Regions from separate parts of the Sus scrofa genome. Here region 1 is linked to region 2. A link is a contact called in public HiChIP or PLAC-seq data. All regions are on one chromosome and are shown on one strand. Each heading gives the region's core, a stretch centred on a gene start, on an enhancer-like site or on the middle of the called end of the contact. The rest is flanking DNA. Distances are from core to core; before and after follow the strand shown. Region 1 has its middle 98 kb from the start of PIK3R1. Region 2 has its middle 45 kb from the start of CD180.

Region 1 (6,626 bases), core at 2,889-5,388, 700 kb before region 2:
CAGGATTTCAAACCCAGACAATCTGAAAAACTCTTTTGCTCTAACCTCTAAGCACAAGGTCTATTCCCAATAAATTGGAATGAAAAGTGGAAATAAGCAAGTTTTAAAGAACTGAATAATAAAAACAATATTATTTTCAAATTAGCCTTATTGATACCCATTCCCCCAAAATACACAAATTTATCTTTAGTAATTACTTCAACATTTTTCTTTTGTTGATAGTTTTCCATTGAGTCCAGAACCAACTGAAATAATAGGAAAGAAAATCTGTTACTAAAGCCAGTTATGTAAAAAATAACCGCATAGATAAAACCCTTGCAAACATGAGGGACTTGAGGTCAAAGGCAGTGGAGGTGGGGCTTCTTAAAGCTGAGCTAAATGTCTGCTCTTACTCTGGTGCCATAAATCTAGGTTCTCCCCTAGAACATCATGTGGATTTCCATTTGTTCTTAGTGCTTGCACATGACTCAAGCAGTTAATCCATAGATTAAAAAAAAAAAAAACACACTTTTTATTGATAAATAACATATGTGCCATAAAGAGCCACAACCCATGAGGTTTTTAGAAGTTTAATCAGACAACTTTCAGGGAGACTGAATTTGGGTCCTGGAAGAGGTGTTTGACATGCTGATGAAGAGGGATCCCAACATGACTTAATTGTTTGGTGTGGTTTGACATCTGCGTCCCAGGAATAGGATCCCACAGTGGGGCCAGTCTGCTCCAGCCAGTTCATATTCAACAGCATCATGAAGAAAGGTTGGGTGAGCCACCTGTTCCAGTGAATTTGTACAACACTATGGGGAGACACCATGTCCTGAAACACCAAGGACAGCTGCCTGAGCGTTCCTCAAATGTTGTGAATATAGCTATGGAAAATGGCCAGGCTTTCCTGGGGTGACTGCCATGCCAAATCAAGCCTGCCTACTGCCTAGGAGAGGGAAGGTCACTGCCTGGGAGGTGACTGGCCGTGGTTCTTTGCGGTCCTCTGCTTTAACAAAATAGGTTCCAGGGCAAATACTCTGTTTCCATTCCCTCACTCTTAAAATGAGGGTTTGAGCAGAATCAGTGATTTCAAAGAGGAGTAGGAGGGAATGAAGAGTTTTCTTTCTATGTCACTCTGCCCCAAGTTATCAGAACCTCTGAAAGAAGCAAGATTAGTTTTTAATTTTTTTATAGCTGCACCTGCAGTATATGAAAATTCCTAGGCCAGGGGTTGAACAGAATTGCAGCTGGGGCCTATGCCACAGCACAACAATACCATCTGAGCTACATTTGCAACCTTTGCTGCAGCTTGTGGCAACACCTGATCAGTAACCCACTGAGCAAGGCCAGGGATCGAACCTGTATTCTCACAGAGACTATGTAGGGCCCTTAACCTTATGAACCACAATGGGAAAAAGAGTAATTTAACTAAAGCATAGTAAATAGTTAAATAAGCTTTGGGGCCTAATAGCTTGTTTGTGTATTCATTTTCCTTTAGAAGACTCCTGTGTGCATGTAAAAGCATCAAATAAAACCTGCACGATTTTCTTCTGTTACCCAGTCTTATGCCAGTTTAACTCTTCGGCTCAAATCTAAGAAGGCAGGAAGTTGCTTGCATATTCTAGAAATTAAGCCCTTGTCAGTTGCATCATTTGAAACTATTTAACGGATGCAAACTATTGCTTTTGGAATGGACTAACAATGAGATCCTGCTGTGTAGCACTGAGAACTATGTCTAGATACTTACAATGCAACATGACAATGGGAGAAAAAATTATGTATACGTGTATGTGTAACTGGGTCCTCACGCTATACAGTGGGGAAAAAAAAAAAGAAAATGTAATAAAACTGAGTGAAAAATAAGAAAAAGAAAAAATAGTTCTTAAGTTATAGAAAAAAAACCCAGTAACATTTTGTTGTATAATGCTTATTCAGAAGTTATAGATATTAATTCTGAGTTTGAAACATAAAAGTAACAATATACATTGACATACATGTTGATATACTTTGTTAACTGGTATAAATTCTGTTTCTGGTATAAAGCATTCTAAATCTGATTTCCAAGGGGGAGGGGGAGGGGGAGGGAGTGGGATGGATTGGGTGCTTGGGGTTAATGGATGAAAACTATTGCCTTTAGAGTAGATTAGAAATGAGATCCTGCTGTGTAGCACTGGGAACCATGTCTGGTTATGATGGAGCATGATAATGTGAGAAAAAAGAAAATAGACATGTATGTGTAACTGGGTCAACTTGCTGTACAGCAAAAAATTGACAGAATGCTGTAAACCAGCTATAATGAAAAAAAATAAAAATCATTATATAAAAAAATCTGCTTTACAATGACCAAAAAAAAAAAGGCAGGAAGATGTTTTCTTCCCTTACAATTTCCTCTCCTTAAAATCCTGTAAGACTAACCCCTCCATGTGCTTTCTGGATTTTATCCTGTGTGCTGGGATGAAGAGTGTTCCCCCCAAATTCATGTCCACCTAGAACCCCAGAATGGGACATTATTTGTAAATAAGGTCTTTGCAGATAGGATTATTTAAGATGAGATCATACTAGATTAGGGTGAGCCCTAAATCCAATGACTCTTGTCAAGAAGAGAAGAGGATGTGGAGAGATACAGGCAACAGGGAAGAAGCTCCTGTGAAGATGGAGGCAGAGATGGAGTCAGCAGCTGCAAAACAAGGAACACCAAGTATTGCTGGCAACCACCTGAAGCCAGAAGAGGTGAGGAAGGATTCTTCCATGAAGCCCTCAAGGGAGTATAGCCCTGCCAACACCTGAATTTGGGACTTCTAGCCTTCAGACTGATGACAAAATAAACTTCTGTTATTTTGTGGTGCTCTGCTATGACAGCCCTAGGAAACAGATTTTGGTACCAAGAATAAATCCTTTAGAACTTCACACCCATTATTTACCATTCCTCCCTTCTTCCATTTCTCCTTCTTGAGCTCTTTCCCTTCTTTTTCACTCATGCTTACTCTATTCTGATCTAAACAGAATTTAACATACTCAATTTTGGCTTGCCTCGCTGGCCCTTCAGTAAATCATCTCTCTTTCCCATCTATCAACAACTCGTTTTCTTTGAAACATTCGATTTTAAAGATAGTCCTTCATAACTATCACCTCTATTATCAGGTTCCAACTCTTGAGACTGGTTGTTCCAGGCCTTTCTTCATTTTGTTTCTTGCAACCTGTCAGACTCCTTCATGTGTTTCCTCCACCCCAACAAGATGATTCTACTGCTAGTCTTTGCTCACACTATTTCCCTATCTTTTATTTCTCTGATATCTGAAAACCCCTGGCATCCCTTTTCTTCCCTTCTTCCTGTCTCTATCAATCCCACTCAGCTTTTTTTTTTTTTTTTTTTTGTCTTTTTGCCATTTCTAGGGCCGCTCCCGCAGCATATGGAGGTTCCCAGGCTAGGGGTTGAATCGGAGTTGTAGCCACCGGCCTACACCAGAGCCACAGCAATGCAGGATCTAAGCCGCATCCACAGTTCATGGCAACGCCAGATCCTTAACCCACTGAGCGAGGCCAGGGATCGAATCCACAACCTCATGGTTCCTAGTCGGATTCGCTAACCACTGAGCAATGATGGGAACTCCCCACTCAGCTTTTAAGACCCAACTCAAGGGCTTTCTTCTCTATGAAGCTTTTCCATCTTCTTCTGAATGCACTTGATTTTCCCAACTCCTTTTATAATTTTAGTCACCACCACACTCATGTATGTTATTGTTCACTCATGATTTTGTGACTTTTTTTTAGCCTCTCTGTCTTGATTTCGAGCAGTTTAATACCAAAGACTATGTCTGTATATCTTTATGCCTTTATATCCCCTGACAGGGGGTAGAAGGATGAGCACATGTTAAGATTTAGATAAATTCACATCTAGGAGTTACAGGGCAGTTATAGGATCTTCAGCAAACCAGTGATTTCTCTGAGCAGAGAATGTGCTTCATTTACTTAAATTCTCTGAGGAGGTCAAAAGCATGCGGACATAATTTCTTTAACCTTTCAAAAAGCCTTGACAAAGTTCCACAGCAGAGGTTATTTAAAAATAAAAATGAGTCATGATGAGATTGTGGGGAATGTTTTGTCATGGTTAGGGAACTGGCTTGGGGATCGGAAACAGCCCGAACCAACTCTTCTGGTAACGAATTCCATATGCTTACAACCTTCCACCCAAAGAAAATAGGCCCTTCTCTGAATGGGGGGTGGGGGTGGCATGGGGGGACCTCCGAAATGGTGCCCAGCTAGTTTTATTCAGCATATTCTGGAATAAAGAGTTGACACTGAAATTTTTCTCAGAAGTAGAATGCCAAGTCAAAAGAGGGAAAATTCTAGAAGACCTTGGGAGGATACATGTCATCAAAGTAGTGGCTGATGAGTCTGAACACTGGCAACGATATAAGGGAATGAGTTAGACGAAAAGCAACACAAGCTAGGCGGTGAGGAGTTCTGAGCTATCTGCTACCACCAAGCAAGGAGAAAAAGACACTGGATTCTCTGGACAGGCTGGTGATTTGTCTCCTCTTTCAAGAGTGCTGTTAAAATATTTAATCGATGTTTACTTAGAAGGAAGGCCAAAGGATGAGCCTGCAGGAAGAGCTGAGAAGGTGGCAGCTCTCAACCATGTTTCTGTGGTCCTGAAAAATTAGGTTTCACCCCAAAGTTGCATGTCCACATCAGCAAAACCAAACAAGAACCCTGCAGTTGACCAAACCCAATGTCCCTATGATTGTCTACTACTCACTACTCTGACATGAGACTTGAACTCTTGTCTCATCTGTTCAAGAAATATTGGTCTTCCAAATGTGCTCCTATTTGATAAAGAGGGAACCCTAATGTACAAACAGTTGCCCTGTTGCTGAAAATGAATCTTAGGAGGAAAGGAGATTGTATGTGTAATCTGAAAGACTTGGATGTCAGAAAGAGAGAATTGCAGGAATATTCCATATTCCATATTACAGGACTATGACTCCCACCTTAAGAAAAAATTGGTGTCTTGAACCATCATGGGCCAGTGCACTAAGACAGGTACTGAGTGCCTGGGTCCGCTAGACCCTATGCAAACAGTGTCAAGGCCTGGCGAGACATGGATAAGCAGGCTTTGTTGTATATTTTACAGCTGCATCTTTCAAGTCTGGAAACTTCTGCAATAAGTAATCACAGCAAATGTGAACATTTTAACCTGCAGCCTTTCATCATCCTATAAAAAAGAATTTAAACAGAAAACAAGTAGGCGTGAAGCTAGTCTTATTTTAGGTGTAAGACCATCTGCTGCTGAAGCCAAGATTAGAACAGTTCACAGGAAAATCATGATTTTTGAATTAAACAGATAACAGTGACTCTCCTATTTAGCAACTCCAGTACCTAAAACAGAAGTCACACTAGATTGAAAGCCAAAAGGCAGGACTTTTCCCTTCCCTCCCTTCCTGCTTCTTCTTTCCTTCCTTCCTTCTTTCCTTTCCTTTCTCTTCCTTCCTTCTTTCCTTTCCTTTCCTTTCCCTCTCTCCCTCACTCTCTTCCTTCCTTCCTCTCTTCTTTCCTTTCTTCCTGCCCATTCTATTGAAAGAAGTCCTACACAATAATCGTGGACTTTTTCAGGCAACTTAACAACAACAACAAATATTACTATGGAAAAAGGAAGTGAAGAAAAGTAGAAGCCAAATCTTTGGTGGTGAGCACAGGAGAGGAATTTGACCCTGGCTGGGTCCTTGTGAAGAGGGAAATGGCAGACAGAGCAAGAAATGGATGATGTGGGGAGGGTAGTAAGGATGGCATCAGAGAGGACATTTTTTTGTCAAGGACCATGAGCAGATATTTTAGAAAGGGACAAAACCTTAAAAGGAATAATCTTTCTAGTTAAAATGGATTACATTAGGAGCCCAGACATTCCTGAAAGAGCTGTACAGTGACTTCTTCAAGACAAGGCCAGTTTACATTTACAGAGCCACCCCAAGGTGATGGTCCATGTGGCACACACACTACTGGACAAGGCTATGCCTTGGCCTTCAGGGAACTTGCCATGGGGCTCTTTGTAGGAGGGGAAGACACAGGCACAGGTATGCTTGAAGCCTCTGATGGCCTCAGGTACCCTCCTCATCCTTGGTCAGTGTTCAGTTACAGCTCAAGTCACACTGCATTATGGCTGCCTGGTGCCCTGGGGGCTTCTTGAAATTATGGATTGGATATTGCTTAATACATATTCATGTGCTAGTTAATTAAATAATTGAAAGTACACATCCTGAGGGGATTTAAAATACCATACAGACATAGAGTGATGATGGGAAACTAAGTAGATGCAGAAACAATGAAGGTGTGAAAGTGAGGTAACAGGAAAACAGGTTAGTAAAAGTGAGGACGATCCAGGAACAATGAGAAACTCTTAAACTGAATTTTGAAAAGTGGATGGAGGTTTTCCAGGCAGAGAAGTGAGGGTGAGGGAATTCTAGGCCGAGGGTTCTTGCATGTGGCATGTTTGGAGAATGGTGATGTTAGGACCTGGAACGGGGGTGGGGGGTGGGGGGTGATGGGGTTGATGGTTTGTAGGTGTGGTGGACACTCCACCGTGGAACTTGCTGTGGGGAGGCATTTTATCCTGTGGGAAACTGGGAGCCCAAAAGTATTATGACTGG
Region 2 (6,963 bases), core at 3,785-6,284:
TATGCCATACACACACACACACACACACACACTATATGCTATATAACACCATAGACTATAACTCAGTCATCAAAAAGAATGAAATAATACTATTTGCAACAACATGGATGGGCCTAGAGATTCTCATACTAAGTGAAGTAAATCAGAAAGAGAAAGACAATACCATATAACATCACTTACATATGGAGTTTAAAATAAAACACAAATCAACACATCTACAAAACAAAATAAAAACAGACTCACAGATACAGACAGACTTGTGGTTGCCAAGGGTGTGGAGCAGTGGAGGAGGGAAGGACTGGGAGCCTAATATACACAGGATGAACAACAAAGCCCTACTGTATAGCACAAGGAACTATATTCAATATCCTGTGCTAAGCCATAATGGAAAAGAATATGAAAAAATATACACACACACACACACACACACACACACACACAGAAGAAAGTAACATCACAATGTAAATTAACTATTAACTAGACTTCAATAAAAAGTTTTTTTTAATAATTTTTTTAAATAATGTTTCCAGAAAAAAAAGCAACTGGTTACACTGTAACAGAACCAGCTAGATAAGTGCTTTTCCTGGAGACAACCATTGTATTCTGCTCTGCACTTTCCATGTCATCACACAGGACATATACTTGGTGGTCAAGATGTAATAAATTACTTTTGCTGCCATCAAGGAAAAGAAGAAGTAAAAGTAAAAAGAAATCTGTAACTACCTGTGGTGATAGATGTTAACTAGACTTATTATGGTTATCATTTTGAATCATTACGCTACATACCTGAAACTAACATAATGTTATATGACAATTATGTCTCAACTTTTAAGAAGTCACCCATTTGTTTGTAACACGACTTAATATATAAAGGTTAATATATAGAAGTTAATATATAAAGCTGGTTCCTGATGACTCCGTCTGCAGGACGCATCCATCAACAGTCCACTTCTCCTCATCTTCATCACCACTGGTAAAGGCACCAACAAATTTTGCCTGGGTGATTATTATTATAACTTGGTAACTGATTCTCCTCATTCCACAGTTCCTCCTTTAATCCATTATTTGGATTTTGCAAACGAACATATTACATCGCACCCCTGCTTAAAACCCTCCAGGGGCTTCTGAAATCCAAATATCTTACTCAGACCCACAAGGCTCCACCTGACCTGGGCCCCAAGTTCACTTCCAACCACGTCTCCTACTTGTCCTCCTTTCTAGGGCACTCCACCACCCATGCCCTCCTTCAGCCTCCCACGTAATCATTTCCCCCTTGAGGCCATTCTGCAAGCTCTGCCTCTGCCTGGGAGCTCTTCTTCCAGACGGATGCTCCTTCTGACAATTCAAAGTTCACAATGAACATCACCTGCTGCACAGGGTCCTCTCTGTGCATCCAGTTTAAAGTTAATCCCATCACTCTCTTATATCATCCTCCTGTTTTATTTTTCTAAAAACATTTATGACGAAATTTTAACTTATTTATTTGTGTAGTGTGTATCATCTGTCTCCCCTATCGCCACCTTGAAGGTAAAGTCTCAGAATATTCATAATTTCTCTCTTCAACATTACTGAATCTCTAAGGACTAGATGAGTACCTGGCACAGAGCAGGTACTCAATAAAAATCTGTGAAATGAATGAACAAATGAATAAATTCAGGCCTGTGAGTCATGGCGAATGGTTTGGTGTGAGCAGTATGCATTTTACAACCAGGAAGACCTATGTTTGCTTTTCAGTCTCAGTCCTTATTTAATTTGAGCCCTCAGGAAAAATACTCCATCTTTAAATAACGCTTTCTTTAGTCATAAAATGGGGTGATTAGTAACTGCTTCATAGGATTAGTTTGCAAATTAAATGAGAATATATACATAAAGCACTAGCATAATTCCTGGTACACGAACCTCTAGATATGTTAGTTCTTTGTCCATTCCTGAGCTATTTTCACTCACCAAGTTACACCTTTGCCTATTTTGCATCTGAGGAGGTAAGGAATTTATTGCCCAGAGGGCCTCAATGTTAAATAAGACTTTGAAGGGAGAGAGGGAGGGAAGGAGGGAGGGAGGGAGGGAGGGAAGGAAGGAAGGAAGGAAGGAAGGAAGGAAGGAAGGAAGGAAAGAAGGAAGGAAGGAAGGAAGGAAAAGAAAGAGAGAGAGAGAAAGAAAGGGAAGGAAGGAGGAAAAAAGGAAGAGCAAGCTACATCTGGGATGGGTCTTTGTTGTAATTTTTTTCTGAAATTCAGAAAGAATAGGCAGTTCTGCAAATTATTCCCTAACCTAAGTTGGAACATAGCATCAAAGACAAGGACAGTTGAACAAGTCAACAAAAAACTCCATTTTGTTACAAATTAACACAACTTGGGTCTCTAAGCTTAAGGTCACATTAGGGGAAAACACTCACCATTCAGATGTCACATAGTACATCAGAATCACAAAATGGGGCATTAAACACAATCCCCAGTGGAGGATCCAAAATTCAAAAATACAATGATTATGGTTTACTAGAGCAATTTCCCTGAGTTTCCATGAGCCTCCAACAACAGGGGAGTACATAAATTATATAAGGCTATAAACTCTGACAAATTAAAAGTGGTTCCTTCTGAAAAAGGAAATGAATTCTTTGACTTTGACTATCAAAACACCACCATTGATTTTTCTGCACTTTCCTGTAGAATTTACAATTGAGAAGCCACTTCCTTTTGTTTCTCTTTTACTTATATTTTGAGGGTTTAAGCCTGGGGTAAAAGCTTCCTAATTCTTAGGAAAAGTCGACAGGTCACCAAAAAGGCCAACAAAATCCCAATTTGTGGCAAATTCCAAACCATGAGCAGCCTTACTGAGGACCAGGGCTTGGACTACTTGAAATACTACCTGGAAAGTAGTAGACACAAAATTACAGGTCATCTGCAATTTCAAAGAGGTTGTAGGAGCCTGCTGGTTTGTTGTCTGTTTTTTGTTTGTTTGTTTTTAAACAAATATGCAGTATTTATTGTTTTCCTAAGAGAAGATCCAGCCACCACCAAGCATGAGCATAAGCCAAGCTTGAGGACTCAGAGCACGGACTTCAGAGCATACCTCTGAGTTTGGATCCTGCTCCACATCATACTAGCTGTGTGACCTTGGGCAAGTTACTTTACCTTTCTGTGCCTCAGTTGTCTGGTCTGTAAAATGGAATAATAATAATACCATCTAAATTGCAGGGTTGTAATAAGGAGCCAATGAGAATGCAGAAAGAAATCAGTAAAACTTCTTAAAGCCTTTATGTAACTCAATTATAACTCAAGGGAGATCTTCATTGTTTTGGTTCTGCGAACCTGTGTCCTCAGTGAGAAAGGATGGGATGAGCACCCCTCCTTTAGTGGGGTGATGAACAGGGACTCTCTTCACCTTTTCCCACCTTGTCCCAGAAGGTGGGAGAGGTAAACATGAGTCACCACACTTTCATTAAATGAAAAACTGATATAAGTGAAATGAACAAAAAAGCCAATCCCATTCACCTTCGAAAGCAAAGGAGGCTGCAGAAACTGAACTCGGTTCTTAGATTTCCAGGCCTCCCGGCCATTTTCTACAGGCATCATTGCACATTGTGACTGGTTCCCAGGGCATAGCTCTTGACAGTTAAGTTTCCGTTGCTTGGCAAAGTACAGAATATCAAAATCTCCATCTTCCGAGGGCCTCTGTGGAGTTAAAAGAAGTAAAATAAAATATCATTCTAATACTCCTGAGAATATAAGGCCTCGTCATGAAAAGAACCCTCACTGCCTTGCTATGTCTTAGCTCTGCCTGCCAAGTACTAAGAGGTCTCTTTGAAATCTGAAAATGATTTTCAGTACATTCCATGAGAGAAGCCCATCTGCTGAGAGAAAATTTAAATGGAACTTGTGAATAGCTTTCTTTATCATGAGGTGGGATGGTTTCTGATCCCAACATGGGTACCTACCAGAGATGCCTGGACTTCAGGCCAGTCTAGACGAGCTATGGATCTCCGGCACCCAGGGCAAACTATCCTAACCAGAGGATAATTCCAGGAAGTGAGAACAAAGATAATGTCACATCACAATCGTAATAATGAAGAACCAAAATGACAATGGCAGGAGAAAGCAGAGAAAATAAAATGTTACAAGATAGAGAGGCGGTTAGGAAATCACAAACTGATCGTTTTTCTTCAGGACACACCACTGAGAAAAATTAAATCTTTAACCTCTGATGGCTTCCTGTGGCTAAGCCACAGAAATCTAATTGAGAGGCTCAGGTCCACAGAAATCTGCTGTCTGCTCCGGCTACACAATCATATTATGATAAGCCTTTGACTCGATTACTCTAAGAAACAAAGAATTGTTGCTACGGCATTATTATATAGACTACCCAGCCAAACGATGCTTTTTTACTCTTTGTTCACTAGTCTTTCCCCCCATTATCTCTGGCAAACAGATGAAGGAGAAACCTCAGGAGACACTGTATTGTGTTTGATTCTGGGGGTTTTCCAAATGCATTTTGTATTTCCATCATAGAAAAGACACAGAATTGAGTAGCTGTATAACAGACAGAAGATAATTACTTTGGGGATAGCACTGTAATATTTCTTATATTACAATACACTTTGTATCTATGTGGTGGGTGAAGATGTTGGAACTACAAAGGCTTCTCACAATTATGTGCTTGCTGCTCGTTATATCTGCACATTCTCAGACAGTGCAAGGATACCTTTCTGTTTGTTTACATTTAGCTCCAACAGGATCTGCATAGAATAAACCCTAGCCAAGGGTTGGGATCTCAGAAGAACTCTGTCCTTTTTCTTTCCCTGGCTCTGGCAGGTAAAATGAAAAGGCCTGCAGGCTTTCAGAGGAGGAAGAGGTGCCTGAAGAAATCTCCTTCCCTGTTCTCCTAATACCAGAGTAACTTTATTCACTGTTGCCTTAAACTTCCACCTCTTCATACAAAAGTCCCCATGTGAAAAATCAGCTCCTCTGGCCTCCGCTAACTCTCCCAAGGACAGACAGCACAGCCCTCGCCCTGCTGCCCAAACAGAGCTTTTCTCAGAGGCATTAACTTCCCGTTACCATGACCTCTTCGCAACTCTGCCACTTGGCATTTGACTTAGAGCCAAGCCTAGTTCTTGGCTCTCAACAAGTGTTCTCTGAATAAATAAATAGGTGAGCAAATTAATCAACTAAAGATTGCAACTAAACAGTCAGGAGGCCTAGGAACATGGGATGTTGACACCTGCTAGGAGTACAATTCTCTATTAAGATCTATGAGATTGTGATTGCAAACAGAGGACCCCAAAGAGCATGGTAATTTCTGAGTAACCAAAAGCAGCCAGCATTGGTTGTATTAGTTTTATGTCCTATGGCATGCAGCGTATATAGCCTGTGGAGATAAATTTTAATAGTCAATATAGTCTTAAAATGTATCTGCAAGTGTTACTTGTTGCAAGTAACTAATAATTTCTTGTTGCAAGAAATTATAACTATAATAATGATACCGAAAACAACCAATTAAGGGCAATACAGGTTAATTTACCATTAAAACTAACAGTATGGGTAGATATTTTCAGTGATGTCTTTGTTCTGTGGATAGGCCGTGGGTTCACGGGCTTTTACTCTTCCATTAAAAATAATGAAATTCCCTGGTGGCCTAGTGGTTAAGGAATCGGCATTGTCACTGAAGTGATGCAGGTTCAATCCCTGGCCTGGGAGCTTTGCATGCTGCTGGTGCAGCCAAAGGAAAAAAATACACACACACACACACACACACACACACACACACACACATAATCATACATGTCTTGAACCCACCATGACTGTGAGCAACAATCATAGTCCTTATAGTTGGGGGTTAAAAAAAAAAAAAAAAAAAAAACTAAAGGGAGCAAATCTTCCTATAATGTAAAATCCTCAATCTATTATGATAATTATCTGTCTTTGTATAGCTCTTCAATTTAACAAGCACTCAGTGTTCTACTTTATTTAATGATTTAGATTTTTGTCTACAGGTTAATAAAATCCTTTGTTAGTACTGAAAACGGCAAATAGTGCTCAATATCCTAAGTGAGCTGATTATGTGATATGAGACTGATTTTTAAGCAGATGTTCTGTTTAGGGGACATTATGGACTCATGACCCATTTGAATCTTCACAATAAACTATTTAATAAAAAAGAAAGCAAGAACAGGGTTCTGCTATATTCAGGCACAAAGCTTAAAAGACTTGTGAAAACCAATTCAATCCTTATTTTCTCTCATTCATGAGCAATGTCCTTCACTGTCATAAAAACTAATCCTGGTTAAAGTTCAATTCACAGGACAGAACTGAATTAATTAATGTTCCAACAACAATAACAACAATAAAAAGAGTAATAACTGAGGATGACTTTCCACTTATATAAGGCTTTGCTGTTTCCATGACATTAGAACCCCTATTTGTTACCAATGCTAGCATTCACTCAGCATGCAGGCACCAGAACAGAGCACCCAGCCCGAGCTGGATAAATAATCATTAGTGACGGTGACTGTGTTAACGAAACCATCCACAGCGGTCTGTATCATTCACTCAGGAGTCAGTGTGAAATGTGACATAAACACTTCATTTGTAGGACTTACCTACAGAGAGCAACACAATTAACAGGGATGAGATTAGAATTTAAGGAGAGGGAGCGTTTTACCACACAAGGCTATAATGGTTCCTAAGAAGAGTCAGTTACTCCAGGTTGAGAGCTCACCCTGAACACAAGAGGAATCACAAAGAAAATGCCATTTTTCTGTATGTCCTTGAAAAGGACTTTGGAGTCACCATTTAAACCTGGGCTATAAAAGACTCTAACTTCTATTGCCTTCATAACAATTGCTCCAAAGGTGGATCTCTTGGATGGCAACCTGTCTGCAAGTAAATGCAACGTCACAGAATATGGGTTAAGGAAAGTGCTTTGCTGAGGAAAGCGGAGGTTTGCAAAGCTAGGCTCAGCAAGAGT

What was found. HiChIP or PLAC-seq counts read pairs in DNA pulled down with a chosen protein or histone mark.
Region 1: a contact with region 2 is called in an H3K27ac HiChIP or PLAC-seq map of skeletal muscle, with 10 times the contacts expected there. The contact joins two enhancer-like sites. A contact is called at or near these places in 2 of 47 Hi-C or Micro-C datasets (embryonic fibroblasts and liver) and 1 of 2 datasets of contacts at active chromatin or transcription factors (skeletal muscle).

The regions. Positions count from the first base shown.
Region 1 is chr16:46,333,208-46,339,833 of Sscrofa11.1, reverse strand. No RefSeq gene overlaps it. Among named protein-coding and RNA genes, the nearest start is that of PIK3R1, 98 kb to the left of the region's middle. Within about 2 kb of position 4,138, at least 10 of the 83 cell types and tissues checked have an H3K27ac peak or open chromatin away from gene starts, as enhancers often do. A contact at or near this core is called in skeletal muscle, where this site is marked.
Region 2 is chr16:45,629,767-45,636,729 of Sscrofa11.1, reverse strand. No RefSeq gene overlaps it. Among named protein-coding and RNA genes, the nearest start is that of CD180, 45 kb to the right of the region's middle. Within about 2 kb of position 5,034, at least 8 of the 83 cell types and tissues checked have an H3K27ac peak or open chromatin away from gene starts, as enhancers often do. A contact at or near this core is called in skeletal muscle, where this site is marked.